2 separate regions of the Canis lupus genome follow, and region 2 is linked to region 1. The links are chromatin contacts, called in public Hi-C maps. All regions are on one chromosome and are shown on one strand. Each heading gives the region's core, a stretch centred on a gene start, on an enhancer-like site or on the middle of the called end of the contact. The rest is flanking DNA. Distances are from core to core; before and after follow the strand shown.

What was found. Hi-C and Micro-C count contacts between places; a contact is called where the count stands out from the background.
Region 2: a Hi-C map of liver shows a contact between it and region 1, with 1.8 times the contacts expected there. The contact joins the promoter of KLF9 here to the enhancer-like site in region 1. A contact is called at or near these places in 2 of 9 Hi-C or Micro-C datasets (amygdala and liver).

Annotation. Positions count from the first base shown.
Region 1 is chr1:87,738,865-87,745,757 of UU_Cfam_GSD_1.0, forward strand. It overlaps LOC119870835 (a long non-coding RNA gene), which reads right to left. Exons shown (of 4, transcript XR_005354196.1): 3 at 6,431-6,560; 4 at 4,226-5,002. Among named protein-coding and RNA genes, the nearest start is that of KLF9, 37 kb to the right of the region's middle. Within about 2 kb of position 5,562, at least 5 of the 20 cell types and tissues checked have an H3K27ac peak or open chromatin away from gene starts, as enhancers often do. A contact at or near this core is called in liver, where this site is marked.
Region 2 is chr1:87,774,344-87,781,210 of UU_Cfam_GSD_1.0, forward strand. KLF9 (Krueppel-like factor 9) reads left to right here and starts at 4,816. Exons shown (of 2, transcript XM_038527104.1): 1 at 4,816-5,391. The coding sequence starts at 4,887. LOC119870835 (a long non-coding RNA gene) reads right to left here and starts at 3,916. Exons shown (of 4, transcript XR_005354196.1): 1 at 3,780-3,916.

The DNA.
Region 1 (6,893 bases), core at 4,312-6,811:
GTATTAGGTGCAGACTGTCTGGAGTGGGGGAGTGGGGTGCTTCCCCGAGGTTCTTTGCGTGCTGAATTCAAGCCCCTGTGCAGGAGGAAGGAATGACTACAAGAATGCATAGGGGCCCGCAGCAGGGGAGTGCTGCCTCTGCCCCTGGGAGGTCTCGCTTTAGGAGCTCTTGAAGGATGCGGAGGCTGCAGGGGGGAGGGGCAGCGTGGGAAAAAAATGGAAAGTGGAAAAACAGGGGCTTGGGTGCTGGCTAGAGACTCCGAATCCTGGTTGACTGTAAGCCTCAGGCAAGACCCCCAGACTTTGTGCGCATGAGTCTCCGTGCCCTCCTCAGCTATGAATGGGAGCAAAGACTACCTATTTTGTAGAACTCTTGACCATTGTAGAATTTAAGGAAATATTATATGCCCTTGCCTGGCCTAGACTACGTAATAAATAGTACTGAAGGACCGTTCAGAGAAAGCTGTTAACTGGGGTCAGCTAAACAGTTCCACCAGGGCATCCTCTCAAATGTTTTCTTGCCCACACATCTGCGCAATTATTGACTTTAGTGAATGTTGAGCACCAGCATCCAGCACTGCGCCAAACACTAGGGCAACAAGAGTCTTGTTCTCAAGATGCTCCCTCGCCTTTCAAAGGAGGGCCCTTGACTTAGGGCAGTGGCGGAGCCCCAGGGCTTGATGAAGCCTTCCTCATAGCCCACCTTTGTCCTCGCTCAGGCTCCTTCCTCCTAGGTCCCGTGCCACCTCTCTGACCCTCACAAGCCATCCCAGAGAGAGAGAGAGAGAGAAGCTGCTAGGGGAGCAGGAATTGGTTGGGGACAGCCCTGATGCAAGACATTTCTCGAGACTGCTCTTCTAGAATGTAAACAGCCTTTCTCACAGGCAGGACTGGAGCTCCTGCCAAGACTTTGAAAAACAAGTTACACAAGCACCTTTGGAGTGGCTGCTGCCACAAGAGGGGGCAGGGTAGGGGAGGTGGACAGAAGTAGCCTCAAGGACTCAGTCAGGGACAATACATAAACTGGAAAACACAAGGCTCACTAGGCCAGGAGATCAAGAAAACACAAGCCCTCAGGCACCACACCAAGCCCCAACCCATGGAAGGAGTCAGTCATTGATAAATTCACAGACATCCCTGCTGCCATCAGTGATAAGATCCCAGGGTTCAATAGACAAATCATGTGCTATGAGTGCCAGGGCCCAGGCCAAGGTAGGGCTTCCTTGGAACTGGTCACCATGACATCCTAAAGTCTCTCTGCCCCACGAAGATCACTTCCCTGACTATACCCACCACATCGAGGGCCATGTTTAAAGTTTTGGCAGCAGACAGTGGGTGGTGAAAATGCTCCCTCCCCTGCCCCATTGGAGTCCTTTGCCAGGGGCTACTGCCAACTCCAGCCAGTTGCAGATGGAATTTCTCAGAATACCAGAGTGTGCCTGGGGCATTAAAAGCAAAAACCCCGGGGATCTGAGGTAGACCAAGCTAAATAAATTCAAGGACTAGGCAAGTGACCAAGATCTCAGAGGGAATAAATGAAGGGAAGTAGTTCCCAGAGAGTTAAGCAAGATTTCAGACAACCCACACACATTGGATGGGAGGAGAGCCTAAGAGAATGACGTTGGTTGCCCATTCATTATGTGCCAGGCACTTTACATACATTCCCTCATTTAATCCCTGCAATAATCCTATATAGTAGGTAGTAATGTTATTCCAGACTCAAAGAGCTGAAATAATGGACCCACAGTCATGTAGCCAAGCACCCAGCAGAGCTTGCATTTAAACCCGATCCAGCATGAGGGCCCGGGTTCTTATCATCATGCTGCTCTGCCTCCTTGCATGTGAGGATCTTATTAGAATGCTGTTGGAATCATCTCCCACATTTATTTAGAATTTTCAGAGGCCAAAGTCTCAAGTTGAAGTCCCGACACCAAGTCCTACTCCCCAGTCTCCTATATTTACTTTATCCCAGTGTATATACTCAATCAGCAAAAGTTTATTATTAGATGTCCAGGGGGCAGGGTGCTATGTTCTCTGGGGGAATGGAAAGGTCAGTTATGCATGGGTGCTGCCTTCATGGAACTTACAGTCTGCCTACATGGGCTAGGCTGTGCCATCACAACACTTTATTTATGTTATTAATTATTCAAACAATATCTGAATCGACTTGGTATAACACAACGAAGGTTGACTGCTTGCTTATACCACATGCCCACAGAGAATCAGCTGGGCCCTTACTCAAGAACCCAGACTGGTGAACAATCCACCAGATACCTCTGACACTGCCAGTCACTATGTCACGGAGGAAAGACAACATGATCCATCACTCACCAGCTCTTAATGCTTCTCCCTCTGAAAGCTTCTTCCTCAAAGGGGATCATATCTGTTCTGCTTACATTTCACCGGGCAAAGCAAATTAAATAGGCGCACATAACCACATAACTTCAAGGGGTTTGATAAGCACAAACCTACCCCAAGTCTGGAGATGGGCAAAAACTGTAAAATTTTTAGTTGAATAGGTCTAATCATGACCACATTCTGGGAAAAGGAATGACCTCAAAACCTCATACCCCCAATTCCACAATAATGGAAGTGTGGATAATAAGGGCCATCAGAGTGAATGTGTACAAGGCTTATATCCTGAGGACTCAAGAGAGTGAGTTATGTCTGGACTGGAGACCTCAGTGGCATGTCTTGAGGTAGGTTGGGCATTCAGCCTTGAAGAATAAGAAGGACTTGAATGGACCTGCAAGACCAGACCAGTAGCGTCCACCTTGGCCTTCAAGAGGGTGATGGTACCCCACTACCAACCACTCTCCTGAGGGACACGGCATATTCTAGGCCTGGAGAGACAACCCATATGAACACTGAAAGGCAAGGTTATTGCCATGGCCTTGAGGAGAGAGGACCCATCATAGCTGAGCAGTGTGCTAGAGTCAGGAAGAAATGGCAGATGGCCAGAGCAGGAGTTGAGAAGATATGCAAGGTGAGCAGAAGAAAGCCATGGCCAAAGTAGAACTTTAGGGATTTTAATCTGTGGCTATATTGTTGCATTCTTTCATTTCACAAATACTTTAAAGATTTTGCGCGGGAGATACACGTATCAGGCTTGATTCCTGTCCTCAAATTGCTCCAGTCTTTAGCAGAAAGAGAAGAAATGTATTTGGTTTTGTTACCCTTGCCTTTTAAGAGGAATCTCAAAGAGAGAGTTTTTTTGATAAAAGGCCCTACAATTTCAAGGATGTGAAGGATTTTGAGGATGTCTCCTTTGTGAAAGAGAAAGGGTTGAAAGGCTGAATTGCTAAATGCAATCAGGGTGACAATGAGGCATCCAGGTGGGAGGAGGTCAGGAGAGAGTGGAGAATGAAGGAGACAGAGGAGAGAAGCCTGCTGGCAATGAGAGAAAAGGCTTTTGGAATGGCGGCAATTTTATGAAGTTGGGCCATATGGTGTTCAATGAAAGCCCTCAGCTTTTCTCGCTTGAGAACATTTCAGTAAAATATACATTACTCAAAATGCTTTGGAGAGAGGCTTCAGAGGTTACAAGGAGGAAACTGGGTAGCAATGAAGTATTGATTACGGTGTCAAAGTGTACAGGGTGCAAACCGGGACTTCCCAAGAGAGCCCCGTCATGTTTGTGTTAAATAGATATGTGCGTTTGTATGGGATAAAGTGGCAATTCTAGGAGTGGGAGAATCTCTCAAGAAAAGCTTCATAAAGGAAGCTAAAGGTCATCCTGTTCCTGGGTATTGAAACATGAGAAAGTGTCCCCAACCCACCTGGGTTATTGGGAAGCATTCCTATCTAGGCACCAAAGGTAGTATGCTCAATGGTACTGGGGTATGGAACAGCCTGGTTTATTTGAGCTCCTCCGAACAAACACTGATGGGCAGGATTATAAGGGATAAAGTCAAAAGGAGCAAGTTCAGTAATCTAGTCCAATAATCAGGGTTTGTGGAAATAAGGGCATGTGTTTACCTTCGAAATGATTCACCCAGCATTTATTGACTGTCAAATACCTTCTGGCCTTTATATTGTCACAAAAAAATATTTTGTTTTGGGTTGGTAAAAACCTGGGAAACTCATGATTTCTTCTTCTATTACCTGTTGATAAGAAAAATGGTAGATCCAGAGGAGAACTTAAATAGAATGCAAATATATTTAAAACTTAAATAGGATATCCTGACTTATTTGTATTCGCCACTCACGGACAGCATGCCAGTATTTACCTTGCTGCTAAGCACCGCCTCTCCATGTGCAGTGGAGAGAAAGTGCCAAGATCCTTCAGGTCCTGTGTCCCAGGAGGTGAAGGATTGCCTGAGACAGCAGCACAAAGCCAGTGACTATTAAAACACACTTCTTGATTTACAGTCAACTGTCAAGTAGGGAAATTTATCCCCGCTGATCAGAGCAGAAAGTACCCTGAGTGTGGGGTATGAGGATATGTGTGTGCCCCAGTATATTTTAACTATCCACCTGGGAAATCTCTAAATCAGCATTTATTTCAATAATCTCATACATTCATATGGCACCTTTCTCCACAGATGCTTCCAAAGCAGTTTGTAAATTTTGTCTAGCTGGGGAATCATCATTGCTGGAATAGAAGGAAATAGGGTGCTTATCAGCTTCCTAATGAGAACTTGGGATTAAGTGTGCTTTTGATAAGAAGTTATAGGCATCCAAGAACGTGTATTTAATTCACAATGTGTATGTACTTAAATGCCATCATATTTCATTAAAATAGTATTCAAATTTCCTCCTAATAATCCATTCAAATTTTACCCAGCCTTCCAGGTTCAGCTCTGGATTCAACTCCACAGTTGAATGCTAAATTTCATTCCCCCGGAGCAAAGTAATGTCACCTTGCCCTGGAAATTGTGCTTCCCTAAATACGCAGAAGAAGAGAAGTGGGTGGGAGGCCTTGTGTCACTCCTGGGGGTTATACATTATGTGTTTCTGACCCATGCAGAGGCTGAGAGGTATCTGGAAGGCCAGTGAGCACCTGTGAGAAAACAAAAGGAATTTCAAATCATACATTCAGCAAAAATTTATTGAGCAATGACTGTGTTCTAGAAATTCTGCTGGGGGTGCTGGGGTGCTGAGGGTACAGGTGAGAGCACAAGGGACAGGGCCCCTGACCTCCTGGAGCCAGCAGTCAAGCAGGGGAGATGGTCATTGGTGAAATAATCAGATCATTGCAAACTGAGAACTGGAGGTAAGTGCTACAAAGGATGATTCTGAGAACTTGTGGATGGGGCGTCAGGGAAAGCTGCCTAAGAAAGTGAAGTTCAGGTTTTTATCTGAAGGATGAGCAGGATCTAGCTAGGGATGTGTGTGTGAGAGAGAGACAGAGACAGAGACAAAGAGACAGAGAGTCTTAGTTTCCTTATTTGTAAAATGACTATGATAGTGCTGTGTCTACATCTGGAGTCCGCAGAAGCAGACCCTGAGAGGAGGACTCATGTAAACATGATTTGTTAGGAAGCAGCTCCAGGAAACACTGCTTCAGAATTTGAGGAACAGAGGCGCCTGGGTGGCTCAGTCACTTAAGCATTAGACCTTTGCTCTTTCAGCTCAGGTCATGATCTCAGGGTCATGAGGCTCCCACCACTGGCTCCTCCTCGCTGGGTATGGAACCTGCCTGAATTCTCTCTCTCTCCCTCTCCCCCTGCAACCCTCTCTCCCTCTCTTAAAAATAAAGAAGTTGAGGAATATGGGACTATGAAGGGCAGGAGACCAAATAATGTTGAGTCAAGCAAAATGCCATGGACCAGAGAACTGGGGATAGGGTGAGTGACATGGGGATCTGGGGTGCTTGCCCCCTGCCCTATTTGGTTGCCCGTAAGTCCCAGATACTTCTGCTCTCCAGACTGGAATGCAAAGTGGTTCCAGCAACTGGGGGATCATCCCCCACCACAGAGCCCCACCACGCTGGCTCTGGGAGCACAGAGCTGGCAGTGATACATGTGCAGGAATATGGTAAGGGATGGATGCGGGGCAGAGACTAAAGGCTTTGGCTTCATAGGATACAGCGAGTATAAGGAGGGAGCACAGTGCCAGGTGCATAGTGAGTGCTCAATAAATATTAGAGATTTTTGTAATTTTTATTTATTGGCTATGCCACTGACATGGCCTACACTTTACCCAGTAATCTCTGCCCACACCAGTCCTGCAGGAACCCACTCTCCCACCCGCCACTCCCTGCCGGGTCTCCTGAGGCAAACACACATATAAATACAGCAATATATATTTATATTTCCCAGGATTGTCACATTTTGCTGAGCTCATAACGGAACCGAACAAATAGCCCTGTCATCCTCTGTAATACGTCCTGTCATTCACTGAGGCTTCATCACTCCCCGGCCTCCTGGGCTCCTGCAGCTCAGAAATTCTCGGGCCTGGCCGCTTCTTAAATATGATCTGGACTAACCTGATGCAATGCTCAGACCTGTGCTTCCTGGGCAAGTTGATTGAATTTTTAGACCGGAGGGACTTCCTCGATCTGCTCGTCTTACTGAGTGGTACATTGAACATTTGTTTGCCACTTCAAAAATCAGCATCTTAAATTTAAAAAAGGAATGAGCTAAGGATATACGAACAATAAGAATGAATCTCAAAAAACATTATCCTGGGTACAATAGCCAGAGCCAAAAGAATATATGGTGTGATTCCATTTATTGGAAATTCTGGAACAGGCCAAATTAATCTCTGGTGACAGAAAGTGGGTTGGTGCTTGCCTGGGGCTGGGGCTGGAGTGACTGCAGAAAGCCCTAAGGGAACTTTGGGGATTGCATATGGTCCAAGTTTTTGTTGTGGAGAGTGGCACCCATGTAAACATCTGTCAGAATTCACAGAACAGTATACCACTTAAAACGGGTGTGTTTTATTGATGT
Region 2 (6,867 bases), core at 3,566-6,065, 35 kb after region 1:
CATAAAATAAAGACTTGTTTGTAGATGTACAGCAGAGGAGATGGTGTTTAAAGAACCCAAGTCTTGTTCCGTTTTTTCCCTTATGATTTTTTGGGAGGGGGGAGATGGCTAGAGTATTTGGAGTTTGTAAGGTACTATGGAGATATATTCATCTAATCCTGTTCATTCACAGATAAGGGAATCCCTCTAAGAGGTTGCCTAGTTCCTACTGCTCATCTCAGGCCCAGGAGGCCCCTTCTCTGCCCCAGGCTGGCCTAAACACTGCTCAAAAAAATCAGCTCACTGTAGGCACCACCTCTTCTGGAGGTGATAATGATAATAATTTTAGGATGCACAGAAAATAAGACTTCTAGCTACAAGCCCATAAATGATTGTTCTTGAGAACTTGAATAATAAAGCCAAGCCTCAGACAGAATGTAGAGAGGAAAACACATACTTATAAACTAGAAGCACAGTCATAGTCTTTGAATTCCTGTGCTCCTCCCAGTTGGTTTGTGTGGATTTGAAATGTGTATTTACAAAGACTAAATTGGGGAGAAACAGATCTCTCATATTTATGTGGCATAATATATACTTTACTGGTAAATTATTCATTGTAATTAGAAATGATTCATATTAATTTGGGATAATTTACTTTGCCAGAATTTAATTGGGACAACTACATGCTGGCAAAACAGTGTAAGCTGATTTTAATCATAAAACTATTATAACGCACATCCCAAGAGAGCTTGTTGTTAAATTACACACGGAAAAAAATACTGATGTAGGAATTACTTGTGATTGATGCTATTTTGTGATATCATATAAATAATGTATGTATATATGCATACGTATGTATTATATATTATATGTTATATAGGAATTACTTGTAATATATATAAAAATATATATAATTTGTTTTTAACATATTAAGTGTCATTGAGGATAGACTGTCATTTCTGTACTCCCCCATGCCTAGCTCCCTGATTGAAACATAAGTATCTGAAGAAGGAATGAGTGGAAAAAGAGATAAAGGGGAAAGCATTCTATAATTCTAGGATTTCTGGGTTCTAAAAAGCTATTCTAAATCAAGTCAAGCAGCAGATACATTTATAAATATGTGAGAGAAACTCATGTGCATGAAATCTAGGTTTTTCTTTTATTACTTTATACCTGTGAAATGAATGAGTTGGAAAAATTCATGGTCTATGCCCAGTCCAAACCAAACTAAATTAAAGATAATTAATAAAAGAGAAGAGGGCAAGATGTAAGGGAGGCGAAAGTTTGAATCAATCATCATAAGTTTTTTAAAAATACATTCAAGTCCCTGGATTTCAATGTCCAAGGAAAGATCAGACTTTCGTTCTCTTCTAGAACAATCCCAATGTTAATTAACTCTAGGGCTGTCTGTAGGTACCCAGTGCAATGCCCATTTGCAATGCAAGTTCAAGAGACTATATAGGCGGTGATCTAGAGACCCTGGAGAGATACCATTGGTTTTGGAAGCAAGCAAAGGCAATTTCTAAATGATCATCTATCCTTGGGGACAGAGTTTGTCCCAGAAAAATTATGAAGTAGGCAAACTCCCCTGTGCTTCAGTGAATTCTTTTCTAAAATTAAGGGGATTAGAATGCAAGAATTCTAAGACGGCATCACTTTCACATGCCATGATGCACCTACTTTTCCATGCTGGTGATGGTGACAGTGATGGTGATGATAACATTCGTGGTTGACTGCCACCCCTTTTCCAAACTTCACTTTTCCATATACTCAACCTACTGCTGTATCTTCCTGTATCACTTCAAAAGCAAAGTCAAAATAAACTATACTGGCCTTCAAACTGGGAGTGTTAATTTGGACCTTTAGAGACCAGGAAACTGGTGTGAGTAATGTTCCCAACCCTTGACCAAGGCTAACAGCCAGTGAGGGCCATGGTTGGACCTCAGTGGATCTGTATCACTAAGAGGCAGGTACCTCTCATACCCAATTAGGAAAATCAATGTATTTTTTTAATTTTTATTTATTTATGATAGTCACACAGAGAGAGAGAGAGAGAGGCAGAGACATAGGCAGAGGGAGAAGCAGGCTCCATGCACCGAGAGCCCGACGTGGGATTCGATCCCAGGTCTCCAGGATCGCGCCCTGGGCCAAAGGCAGGCGCTAAACCGCTGCGCCACCCAGGGATCCCCAAATCAATGTATTTTTAACCAGTTGTGCTGATGGTTTGCCTCCTGCAAGAGGCATTAGCCCTAGATTCTTTTCTCAGCTCTCAAGATGGAAAACAACCCATCATTCATTCAGAGGGAGGGGCAAACTGAGTTAATCAGACTCCAAGACCCATGCTAATCATTGATCCCGTAATGCCACAATATTCAATACCTAAGGATCTCTGGCTCCTTCCAGTTCTTAAGAATCTGTCTAGCACAGTTAATATTTCACAAAATCGAAGAGCCCAGTTGTTTTAAAGCCCAAAGGGCTTGGCCATCATTAGATTTATGGTTTCAATTGAGCTCTGTCACTGTCTACCTGATAAGATAGACAAGTCACTTCTATACATCTCAGTCTTGGCGTTTGTAAAGTGAGGGAAGAGAAACAAACCCTGAAATCACATCTAAGGGTCTATGGAAAGAAAATGGTGTTTTTAAAAAGAGTCATACAAATTTTTGTCTGCATTTAATTGAAGATGGGTTACAGTAGCTTCAAAACAAAACTAAAATAACTTACCTAGAATAAACTGCACTAAGGAAGGAGAGGAATGAAAAGGTATCCCAAAAGCAAAGATGGGGTATTTCCTGTAAGAGTAGTGAGACAGTAAAAAAAGGCTTTTTTTTTTTTTTTTAGATTTTATTTATTCATTTATGAGAGAGACAGAGAGGCAGAGACACAGGAAGAGGGAGAAACAGGCTCCATGCAGGGAGTCTGACCTGGGACTTGATCCCTGGTCTCCAGGATCACACCCCGAGCCAGAGGCAGAGGCTCAACCACTGAGCCACCCAGGCATCCCAAGAATTTGGTTTAAACAGAACTTTTGTCAGCCCTACATTTTTCAGATGAATTGGTCATAGTCAATGCATTGGCTTGAAGGATCATTAATAGGAGTTTTTTTATGATTTTATTTATTTATTCATGAGAGACACACACAGAGAGAGGCAGAGGCACAGGCAGAGGGAGAAGCAGGCTCCCCACAGGGAGCCTGATGTGGGATTTGATCCCAGGATCCCTGGATCACACCGTGAGCTGAAGGAGGCGCTCAACTACTGAGCCACCCAGGGGTCCCTGGATTGAAGGAATTATTAAAAATCTGCCCAAAAGCATGCTGCAGCCTCAAACTGGAAGGGGGGAAAAATGAAATGATGCTTTCTCATTTGTGTTTATTCTTGTGCAACTTCGCCTGACATATTTAGTTTCTTTTAAAGTATTGACTCACATTGCATGTATATTAAAAACCTACCCAAAAGTATGCTGCATCCCCAAACAGAACGAAAGAAAGAAAAAGAAAGAAAGAAAGAAAGAGAAAAAGAAAAGACACAAAGAAAGAAATGATGCTTTCTCATTTGTGCTTATTCTTGGACAACTTGGCCTGACATTTGGTTGTTGTTGTTGTTAAGTATTGACTCACATCGCATTTACTCATCACCCCTGCCCTCCCATACACATCTCACTTTTACTACCAGCAACACGACACACAAGGCTGCGTCCAGTTTCACTACAGCTCCCGGGGTTTCCAGGCGCGGGGCGCTCGCTTTCGGAGCGCCCCTTCTGATTGGCCGGGCCAATGTCAGTGACATCAACCAACTTACTTTCGATTGGAAGGCTGGTTGCTGGGACTCTAGCGTTTGCAGGAAGCCACTTAACCGTTTGCAAGCTGGGAAGCCGGGCGCCAAGTTTTCTGTTGTCACGAGAACGAGCGCCAGCGGTTCGGGGCGGCGGGGTGGGGCTGGGGGTGCGGGGGGCGCGTGCCCCGGCCCCGCCGCCCGGAGCGCGCGGGCCGGGGGGAGCCGCCCGGCGCTCCCGGGGAGGAGGCGGCGCGCCCCGCCGGCCTGCCCGGCTGTTACCCTTTTAAGCGCCCGCGTTCGAGGCTGTCGGGGTAGCACGAGGCGGCGGCTCGGAACGGCCGGATTGGCCGCGCGCCTCAGTGCTAGACGCACCTCTCCGCCGAGAGGCCGCGCTGACTGGCAGGGGGAGAAAGTAAACAGAGTTGAATCACCCTCCCCGCTGGCCAATTGGAGGGGGTTTGGGTTGTGACGTGATGGGATTCTGCGAAATTGTTACTGAGCGAGAGAATGCCGGAACGGTGCGGACCGGCCGGCGCAGGGGCTCGGAGGGCGCCCGCGGACCGGCCGAGAGGCGCGTCCTAGACCCGGCGCTCGCTGCGGCCCGAGCCCCCCGCGTGCGGGTGCTCGGGTGAACGGGACCCGGGGCTGCGGCTCGACGGAGAGAGGCCGGCGGCCGAGGGCGTGTACCTCCGTTGCAGTTTCCTCTCCCAGCGCCTCGGGGGCGTTTTCAAGCGAATAAACTTGCGGCCGCCACGTGTGGCATCTTTCCAAGGGAGCCGGCTCGGAGCGGCCGGCGCGCCCGTCGGGGGGACTCGCGCCGGGGCGCGGGGCGCGGGGCGCGGGGAGCGGGGCGCGGGCGGCGGCGGCGGCGGCGGCGGCGCGGCGGAGCCCGAGGCCGTGGATGCTGCGTGCGGAGGCGCTGCCGGTTACGTAAAGATGAGGGGCTGAGGTCGCCTCGCGCTCCTGCGAGTCGGAAGCGCCCCGCGCCCGCGCCCCCGCCCCCGCCCCCTTGGCCGCCGCGCCGCGCCGCGCCGCGCCGCGCTCGTCGTCCGAGGCCAGGGCCGGCCGCGCCGAACCTCCGCAGCCACCGCCGAGTTGGGCCGCGCCGCCGGGGCTGCCGCCGCCCGCACCATGTCCGCGGCCGCCTACATGGACTTCGTGGCCGCCCAGTGTCTGGTGTCGATCTCGAACCGCGCTGCGGTGCCGGAGCACGGGGGCGCCCCGGACGCCGAGCGACTGCGACTCCCTGAGCGCGAGGTGGCCAAGGAGCACGGCGACCCGGGGGACGCCTGGAAGGATTACTGCACGCTGGTCACCATCGCCAAGAGCCTGTTGGACCTGAACAAGTACCGACCCATCCAGACCCCCTCGGTGTGCAGCGACAGTCTGGAGAGTCCGGATGAGGATATGGGATCCGACAGCGACGTGACCACCGAATCTGGGTCGAGTCCTTCTCACAGCCCCGAGGAGAGACAGGATCCTGGCGGCGCGCCCAGCCCGCTCTCCCTCCTCCACCCCGGAGTGGCTGCGAAGGGGAAACACGCCTCCGAAAAGAGGCACAAGTGCCCCTACAGTGGCTGTGGGAAAGTCTATGGAAAATCCTCCCATCTCAAAGCCCATTACAGAGTGCATACAGGTTAGCGGCGGCTCCCTCCCCCCCCCCCCCCCACCCCCCCACCCCCCCCACCCCACCCCCCACCCCAGCCCAGCCCAGCCCAGCCCAGCTCTGGGGTTAGTTGACCTTTGGCTGGGCAGCCTTTCGGGGCGTTAAGGACACCACACTCGGCCTCGAGGGTGCCCGTATTTTGGATCAGGTGCTGCCGTTCGACTCTTTAACTGACTGAGCCGCGGAGAGACGGAAGGCTCCCCCTCTCGCCGCGTCTCCCGTCTCCAGGAGCCGCCGAGAGCCCTAACCCGGCAGGCCGGGGAGCGAGCGCCGAGGGCCGGCCCCTGTGCGTGGCTTCGCCGGGAGTGGTGCCGCCCCTCCCCTCCCCTCCCCTCCCCTCCCCTCCCCTCCCCTCCCCGCCCCGCCCCCCCTCGCAGGGCTCCCGCACCCCACGGCCGTGGGGCCACCCCACCTGGGCACACGCTGGCATCGGGGAGGTCAAATGGCGTAGCTTTTATTTGATTCTCTTGTGGGATTGCAGCGAGACGCGCCCCAAACCTGGGGAGAAGCAGTTTACGGGGGAGCCTTTTAGGGATGACTAAGGACTCATTTAGCCCCGTGCTTGCTACTTTTTCAGGGCTTGCCAAGGTGGTTTTAAATTTGGCCCAGAGTCCCCAGGGAGGTTTAAAATAACACTGCTTCGGGCAGCAGAGGAGTTTGATCAAGTGATGGTGGAGGGGGTTAACTTCATGACTAGTTAGCCTTTTTTTAAGGAGATTCCACAGCCGATTCCCCACCGCCGCCACCACCACCATGATTGGTGGCACCCTGCACCCTGAACAGTCAGCGAGGAGGTGTGGTCCTGGCCTGACATCCAGGCTCCCTCCTGCAACCAGGGTCTCTCCCAGGGACACCAAAAGGCAAGGGCTGGCCCAAGGGATGTGGCCAGAAAAGACATAAGCAGGTTAAGATGGGCTTTGGAGGCTTCCCGAGATTCTTGGTCAGCCAATTGTGCTGGTTCTGGGTAACACACTCAGAAAAAGTTGGAAAGGGTTGGGCCATGCTATCTCCACATCTTTAGTAAAGGTCCTGTTACAACCGCTGTTCTGATAAGGAAGCACAGGACTTGATCTTTTCCTAGAACTTCTTTTCCCTCCATCCCACGCGATATTTAAGAGGCTGTTGGAGTTACTTAGCAAAGTACTGTCATTCTTTGGTGTAATTGTCGGTACACTCAAGATGAGGCCCTGGGCCTGTGGTTTGAGAATGATACTTGGTTGGGTTGGGTTGGTTTTGCTCTTTCAGAGGAAGGCCACGTAACTGCATGTCGGGTTTTATTTCCTTTGGACAGTGCTCCTTGTGGAGGTGGCTGCTGGCACAGGAGCAAAACTGACTTTCCTGCGTGGTTCCTGCAAAATCAGGTTCTGTTTGGGGTTGTCCTCTTAAGTTGCCATCAAACTAGCACAGTTGACAAAGTTTGTGTCTGCAAGGCTGGGGGCAGGCAGA